2 separate regions of the Mus musculus genome follow, and region 2 is linked to region 1. Evidence: chromatin contacts called from public Hi-C data. All regions are on one chromosome and are shown on one strand. Each heading gives the region's core, a stretch centred on a gene start, on an enhancer-like site or on the middle of the called end of the contact. The rest is flanking DNA. Distances are from core to core; before and after follow the strand shown. Region 1 has its middle 140 kb from the start of Gm39035. Region 2 overlaps Gm36865 (a long non-coding RNA gene).

The links. Hi-C and Micro-C count contacts between places; a contact is called where the count stands out from the background.
Region 2: a Hi-C map of muscle stem cells shows a contact between it and region 1, with 2.2 times the contacts expected there. The contact joins two enhancer-like sites.

Annotation. Positions count from the first base shown.
Region 1 is chr7:72,440,166-72,444,314 of GRCm38.p6, forward strand. No RefSeq gene overlaps it. Among named protein-coding and RNA genes, the nearest start is that of Gm39035, 140 kb to the left of the region's middle. Within about 2 kb of position 2,051, at least 44 of the 459 cell types and tissues checked have an H3K27ac peak or open chromatin away from gene starts, as enhancers often do. A contact at or near this core is called in muscle stem cells, where this site is marked.
Region 2 is chr7:72,749,610-72,753,288 of GRCm38.p6, forward strand. The region is part of intron 3 of Gm36865 (a long non-coding RNA gene); the gene reads right to left. Among named protein-coding and RNA genes, the nearest start is that of Gm36865, 75 kb to the right of the region's middle. Within about 2 kb of position 2,017, at least 29 of the 459 cell types and tissues checked have an H3K27ac peak or open chromatin away from gene starts, as enhancers often do. A contact at or near this core is called in muscle stem cells, where this site is marked.

The sequences.
Region 1 (4,149 bases), core at 801-3,300:
AATTTGGTTTCTTACACATGGCACTACATCTAGAAAAATATTTTTGCTTACATCTATTGTTGTCCATTGAAGTATAGATTTTCCCACTAACCTTGGTTTTCAATAGATTTCATTTGCTGTAGCACAGATTTAATAATAACCTGGAAACCTGGGCTAAACTGCAGAGTACTGTTTAATATCCTGGTTTAAGTAAGAGTAAACCATTCTGAATCATGGCCTTTGGAATTTTAGGTAAATATACAAAACACTTTAATGAGCACCAAGAGAAATTTTATAAATGAACTGAACTGCGTCTGGCTTTGCATAATCAACCTTATTATTCAGCTAATATCATCGAACTGTCATTGGTAACACACGTCTATAATTTTGATCAGTTTCTTACATACAGTTACTCCTCTGTACTTACTTACAGGGAGTTGTTTCTTGGGGCTGAGCAGATACTTAGATCTGCAAACACTCAAGGTCCTTGTATTAAATGGTGTAGTATTTACACAGCACCAGTGAATATCTACCTGTACATGTCCTATCATCTTTTGGTGGTCTACAATGCCCAGTGAGATATAAATGCTACTGGACTGTAGAGTTTAGAGAAGAATGACAAGAAAAATGACTATGCATATTCATTTCAACTCTTTTTCTGACAGTTCTTTACCGAAAGGTAGTTGATTCTGTGGATGTTGATTCTGTGAATATGAAGGACAGCTATACATCATTTGATTTGATAGATACGTTATCAAAACCTAGTTATCTGCCCCAAGTATGTCCTATGGCCTGGCTTTACCATTGAATCAGTCATTTCCCAGAGCAGCTAAAAACTAAACAGCTTGAGAAGTTTCCTAATCCTTCCTGATTCTCTATTCTCCTGCCTGTTGGTTATGTTTTTAATATTGTATGACCCACAAGGTTAAAAGTTTTAATGAAATGGAAACAAACCAGAAGGAATCCATGGCTATGCTATCCATAACTATGTTATTTATGAATGTGCCTTCCAATGTCCCCAAGACCATGGGTCATATGAGTTTCTGGGTAAGCTCCTTAGAGGAGGCTAACATTTGCAAACCTTAGAACTTGGCTCTCACTCCATTAGATACTGAAATGTCTGGTGTGCTCCCCAATTCCTTAGATGGTACAAGCACAAGCTCAGTGCCATTGCTCTGGGCTTTGAGTCCTAGATATTTGCAAATTCGCAATCTTGTAACTGTTGTGTGATTGTTGCAGTCCTATAACTGGCTCCCTTACTCCTCCTCCTCCTCTTCCTCTTTGCTTCTGATAGGCTTTCGTTTGCACTTCTAAGCAGGTATACACTTGAATTAGCCTGGTCATTGGGAAAGAATATCTGCCAGACACACACTATATGATTCAAATGCTGTTATTGTTGAAGACATACATTTTTTCATCTTCAGCGAGTTTGACAGTCAACTCCAAACACATTTTTATTAATTGCAGTGTTTCAAAAAATATTCCAGATACTTTGAGAGCATGGAAATAACCGTTTTATGAAGGTTCCTCTTTTCTCTCTCAATAAAGTCTCCAAGGACAAGGCTACTCTTGCCTGGGAGTTTCAGTCTACAGAGCCTGCCTGATGCCCTCTCCTCAACCCACTCTGGTGTTGATCCTTCTTTGAAGCAACTATTATTGGCTTCCAATAGAGGCCTACAGATATGAAATCCCAAGGCTAGAATGTTTTTTCAAGGGAAATTTACAATTTTCCCTATAGACTAAACTTCATTCTGCCTTTGATATCAAGAGTTAGATCTTTCATTTTAGCTTCTACCTAGAGATTTTTATTGATTTGACACCACATGTAATTTGATATTTGCATGGGCTCAAGGTATGATTTATATATCTGGTATCCACATATGTTACACAGACAACAAAGGCACCAAAGCTGGATGTTTTCCAACTCTGGGACATTTGGGAAGGCACCGACTTCTCAGGGCCTCCCCTCCCTCATCTGTGATCCGGGCTCTCCTGGCCCCACAACACAGCTGTGAGAGCCAAATGAGCGAATAAGCATGAGTCACACATAGTGCAGCACAATGCCTGGCAGAGCATCCACTTCACAAATCAAATGGTAATTTATAAGACCTTAGGGAAATGTCCATGTGTCCATTGTCTGAATCATACTAACCACTTTAAATAACATTTTCTAATCTAACTAAAAGTGAGTAAGAAAAGCTTGACAAAATACGTTGCTCCGGAACTTTTCTTCTTCATTCTGGGAATTCATACAATTATGAAGAACTAATGATGAATAAGGACAGGTCACTCAAGATGCCTTTCCCCTTCCCTACTCCCCCCTCCCCATTCTTGAGATGAAACATCAAACCTTGGAGAGAGGATATAGTTCCATGACACATACAGAACTGCAGAGAGTAGAGAGGCCCTGCCTTTGAGTACCTGGCAATGTCTGTGGTCTAAATAAACCATCCTGCCTGACTTCAGGTTACCTCTGTGGTGTCACCCAACACATGGCTGGGGAGAGATACTAAGTGGTTATTGAGAGCTGGTGGGTGTGCATTCCAACACAACCGTGGCTCTTTCAGCATTATGCAACTGCGTAAGCTTTACTTTCTTGCGGCCTTACTTACAAGTAGAAAGCTTTTTCTATGTTAAAGGAATTCCTCCTCCTAAGAAAAGCAGCTGACCCAGCCCCAGCCCCAGTCACCCAGTGGTTGCCAAAGAAGACATCAGACCCTGGCATGGTCAGGACTTAGGATGCCACCATCTGACATTAAATAAAGACTGCTCTATCTGTACAAGTTTGTTTAAATTCTCCTTTTTGTCTCTTCCTACAAACTTAATTGTTATATATTCTTACAGTACAAAGTTAATCTCTAAAGCTTTATTTTCTTGCAGCGACATTAGGGAAATTTTGGTTAACACAGGAAAGGAAAAACTAGGTGTGAGGGTTAACCTGGCAGCACCACTAATTATCAGTCTATTTGAACATCTTCCACTGAAGGTATGTAGCTGCCTATACAGTTGTATGTGGTGGCCCTGTTACAGTTATCTGTTTGTCTTCATCACAAGACTCGTGCACAGCTCACGTCTACAACTCTGCAACAGGTTCTGTTCCAGTCTGGCTCATGTCTTCAATCTTTTGTAAAATACTTTGGTTCTCTTTTGAATTTCACATCATACACCCCAATCCCACTCATCTCCCCTCCCCTTGTATGTGCCCTCCACACTTTCAACATCTGCACTAACAGAGGGGGAAAAAAATCTCACCGTGGAAGCTGTAGTATGTCACACTATGTCCCATGCATATGATTTTGTCCACACTTCTGTCCACACTTCTTTGCTTTGTTCATGGAGTGAGTCATCTGCCTTCTGCTACTCCATCAGTAGTGGAACTTCCCTGGGACTCCTCTTGGAGAGCCTATTGTTGCCCTGTGTCATGGAGATCCTGTAGTTTGCTATCTAAAACACAGGCTCCTTCAAGCACTCCTACACAGCAGAGCAGGCCCTGGTTGTGGGCACTGAGGGTGATCATGCCCTGAGGGCATAAGTGTGGGAGAGTCAGCCCTGCCTCTTTTCTACTATGTGGTGGCATTGGCAGGGGAGAGATCCCCTCCCTTCACTTTTGCCTACCCCATTAGGGGTGGGTGGGAAAGTTGGCCCCAAGGTGGGGTCTCAAGAGCAGGAGCTGTTCCTGCCCCTCGCTTATTGTAGCATTCTGGAGATTGGGCCCTGCATTTCTCCTGGGCAGCACAGTAGAGCTAATCCTGAATGTATGAGTTTCAGTTGAGCCTGCCCAAATTCTTGTCTGCTGGGTGGTGGTGTGGATGAGGGAGAGATAGCCTCCAGCCATCCCTATCCTTCTCTATCTAAGGCAAGTAGAAGAGCTGGCCCCAGGGTCATGAGAGTGGGAGAACTGGCCATGTCCCTCACTGGCTGCAACACTTGGGAGAGCAAACCCTATACTTTGCCTGGCATGGTAGAGCTGGCCCTGATCGCAGGAGTTGCTGGTGAGCTGGCTCTGAAGGTGAGAGGGCAGGAGAACCAGAGGCTGACCAGCTCATATATCACTCAGGGCCAGATCCAGGGCTCTGAACTGGCCCAACACAACATCTACTCCACTGATGCACTTCATCTATCTTAGTTTGACCTGCTAGTGCTCTGATGTCCCTGGTTTTCCTCATGGAT
Region 2 (3,679 bases), core at 767-3,266, 310 kb after region 1:
TTCACATGATTGGTCCATTTAAACATCAGCAGCCTGTAACATTTAACTTAGGTCAGAGGGGTGGGAGCTAGGGAGGCGATGGGCTTGCCCGGGCATGTCCTGGTCTGTTCTGCTATGTTCTCAGCCCCAGGTTTCAAAGCTCAGAAACAACTCTTTGGGCTATTTAACATACATTACATGAATTACAGTTTTATTTCCTTTCAGTTTCAATGCCCATGTGTACACAGAGACACTTAGAACTGGGAGTGGGGGTGGCACAGCAGGAAGTTTAGTGAAGATGGTATAAGAAATTATTTTTATTTTTAAGGAATGAGAATAGCACTGAGCAAGAGATAGAGCCAAGTTCTCTTGTTCTCACACCATAAGGGTTGGCTCTCAAAGGCCCACCCCAGGAGGGCCAACTCTACCATGCTGCCCAGAAGATATGCAGGATGCTCCTCTGAGTGCTACCTCTCTTATTCTCACCCCTTTTCATTCTTGCAGTGGTGTGGGTATGGGATCAATGCCTCCTCCAGTCCCCGTTTCCTGCAGTATGTGAGAGAGCCAACTCTATCCCCTTGCCTGGGCAGCTTGGCAGAGCAGTACTGGAAAGCTGGCCCTGGTGACATGAGCACCAGAGGGTCAGCCCTGTCCCCTGCCGGCTGCCACAAGCAGGAGAGCTGTTCCTGTCCCTTGCCTGGGCTAATGAGGAGAACTGCCTCTGGTGAGGTAGGGTGAGGTAGGTGCAAGAGAGTTGATGGGCTGTACAACTGCTGAAGGGGTCAGTCCTGGAGAACTAAAGCTGCAGGATCCCCATGACACAGGGCAATACACACACACACACACACACACACACACACACACACACACACACACAGAGAGAGAGAGAGAGAGAGAGAGAGAGAGAGAGAGAGAGAGAGAGAGATTGGCACTTTATAATTTGCCCTCTAGGCACAATTGCTGGCTGTTACTATATCCTAACTGGAAAAGCATGCCCTTAGCAATTTATTATCTCTGTCTCTCCACTTGCCCTAAACTTCAGTGGCTAATCCTGCCTAGACCCTGCAAAACATCCTTGGCCACCCGCCTGTAGCAGAAGCCACAGGACGGAGCTCCCCCCTGAGACACATGGCTTCTGTGTTCTTCCTCCAAAGCACAGCTGAAAGCGCCTCTCTTCTTTCTTGCTCCTTTTTTCCTCCTAGGACCCAGAAGTCCCATCTGTACCTTCCACCCACCAATTAGCTCCCTGCTTTCTTGACTGACAAATCAAGAGCCAATTGGGGAACAAGACCTTCGCATCAGAACTACTCCCCCTTCACCAGTGAAGATTCAGTATTGATAATGCAGCAGATAGCAGAGGTCTCAAACCAGATCAATGACTCATTGCAATGTATATTATCAGGTAAAGCAACCGAACAAGAGGGTATACTGTGGGACACACCATGATACACCACACAGTTTCACAGCAAGATGAGTTTTTAAAAGTTTTTTTATTTTTCTCTCTCTCTCTCTTTTTTTTTTTTTGTTTGTTTTTATTTTTGTCTTCTTGGGGGTGGTTTCAAGGGCAGAGGGAAGATATGGAGGGATTGAGAGATGAGTGGGGTTGAGATGAATGATGTGAAATTCACAAGAATTCAGTAAATAGTTAAAGAAGAAGAGGAAGAGGAAAAAGAGGAGGAGGCGGAGGAGGGAAAAGACATAGTGCTTAACCCTCCATCCCCATCTGCTCTTATTTGAGTCACTGGTGTCACCTTAAGTGCTCTGCATCTGTCTTGAAAAATTAGAATGAGGCTGTGAATTTTACAGCAAAGCTCTTAAAAGAGCATTTCCTCAGAGAAGGGAAATGACATGGAGCACTGCCCACTGACAGCCTCTTTGACCTCAGAAGTAGCACCTCAATTTCAGTAGTTGCCAAAACAAGAAACAAAAATCATAAAATCCAGATGGACCGGGTGGGAAAAGGTCAGCCCAGCACTGCCAGGAGCTGAGCTAGCAGTGCTTACCAACAGCCTGAGTTGCTGTTACCTCCTCCTCACAGCTGGGTCATCCACCCAAGTGACGTTCTCATCCCCACATGTGTTGATTCTCTGTTGCACGGTAGAGCTCACAATTTATCACACATGGAATTTCGTTCCAGGGGTCACCACACTCCCAGATCAGCTGCACTCTCGCTTCCAAGCAAATGAGGCATGACATAGCAAGTGTGTCCCCGTATGTTTCTCTTTCCCAAATGTGATAGTAAATCAATACCAGTCCCACGGGTTGCAGCGAACGTAAATGTGCTCAATCTGGGCCGGTATACTCCCAGCCTGAGGCCAACAATGGCTGAACAGCATTGAATGCTGAAAGACCGTTCTCTCTCTCTCTCTCTCTCTCTCTCTCTCTCACACACACACACACACACACACACACACACACACACACACACGAAAATGCTTACCCTTTTGAAAATGATATAAGCCCAGGAAGGACAAAGTGAAGCATCCACATTTATAGACCATTATTATACTTCATAGGTTTTCATGGGCCCTTGAGAAATATTTCTGAACAACCTGACCGTGCAATGACAATTCAAAGCAGGAAGCAAGGTGAAAATGTGTGAGGCAAATACAACTGTACTGCATCCAAACAGGAATTCTCTGAGTCATGGACACTACCCACAACAGCGTCAGAAATGTCAATAGTACTAACAGCTTTTAGGGCTTATTCACGTAGCAAAGGCCATAATGCAGTATACTACAGCTACAACGAGGCCCAGGTTTTGCCTGCTTAGATTAACTGTAAGCTCTCAAGTGTGCCCTTCCTGAAAGAAGTCTTTTTGTCAGTGTCATCACTATGAATTGGATGTGCATATCTCTTTATAATGATGTTGACACTGTAGCTGTCAGTGTAATGGTATTTGGGAGTGCTGTATTGGGGAAATAATTGCCCTGAGAGCGGTTGTTAAGAAAAAGGCCCACTTTGTACTACATGAAAGAAAGTCCACACTAGTGCCTAGAAACACATCTGCCAGACAAAGAAGGATACCATTACCAAGGTCTTGAACATTTAGCATCCAGAAATAAACTGCCATTGTTTATAATATCCTGGCTATGATGCTTTTAAATAGTAGCCCAAGATAACTGATATAGTAGATAGCATTTGTCCAACCAAAATATAACAACTGAAACTGGTATCCACCAATAAACCACTCTAGCTTTACTCTGCAATGGCACTGTGCTTTGCACCCACTCGCGTCACCCTCAGTGTTCTCCTTCTTCCCTACCTCTGGTTGATTTTCAGGTGGTTCTTATTATTCCCTTCTCCCTCACTAAAATGCAGCTTCCATTTTCTCCTAAAGACTCTAGGCTGCAAAGCTTCTCCCTCTGCAAATCTATAAAAATGTTTAAAATGTGTATAAATGGAAGCCCACTGCTGCATCTGAAATCCCCTTTCATGTTTGCGCATAATGCCACATGTCCTATAATGCCTCAAAGAACAGTTTCCAATGATGATTTCTGGTCTCAATTCATTGTGTCATTACATTTTAATCTCTGGTAAGGATTCAGCCTCTGGAGGAGGGGGCTATAAGATGACAAAGGCCTGGGAACCTTGTGAGGCTCCCTCTGTGTGATGGCCCCCCCACACCTGTATCCCTGGGTAAGCAGCTAAGCCTTTATCAATTGCTTTTTCAGGTTCTTGCAGAATGTGCATAATCCCT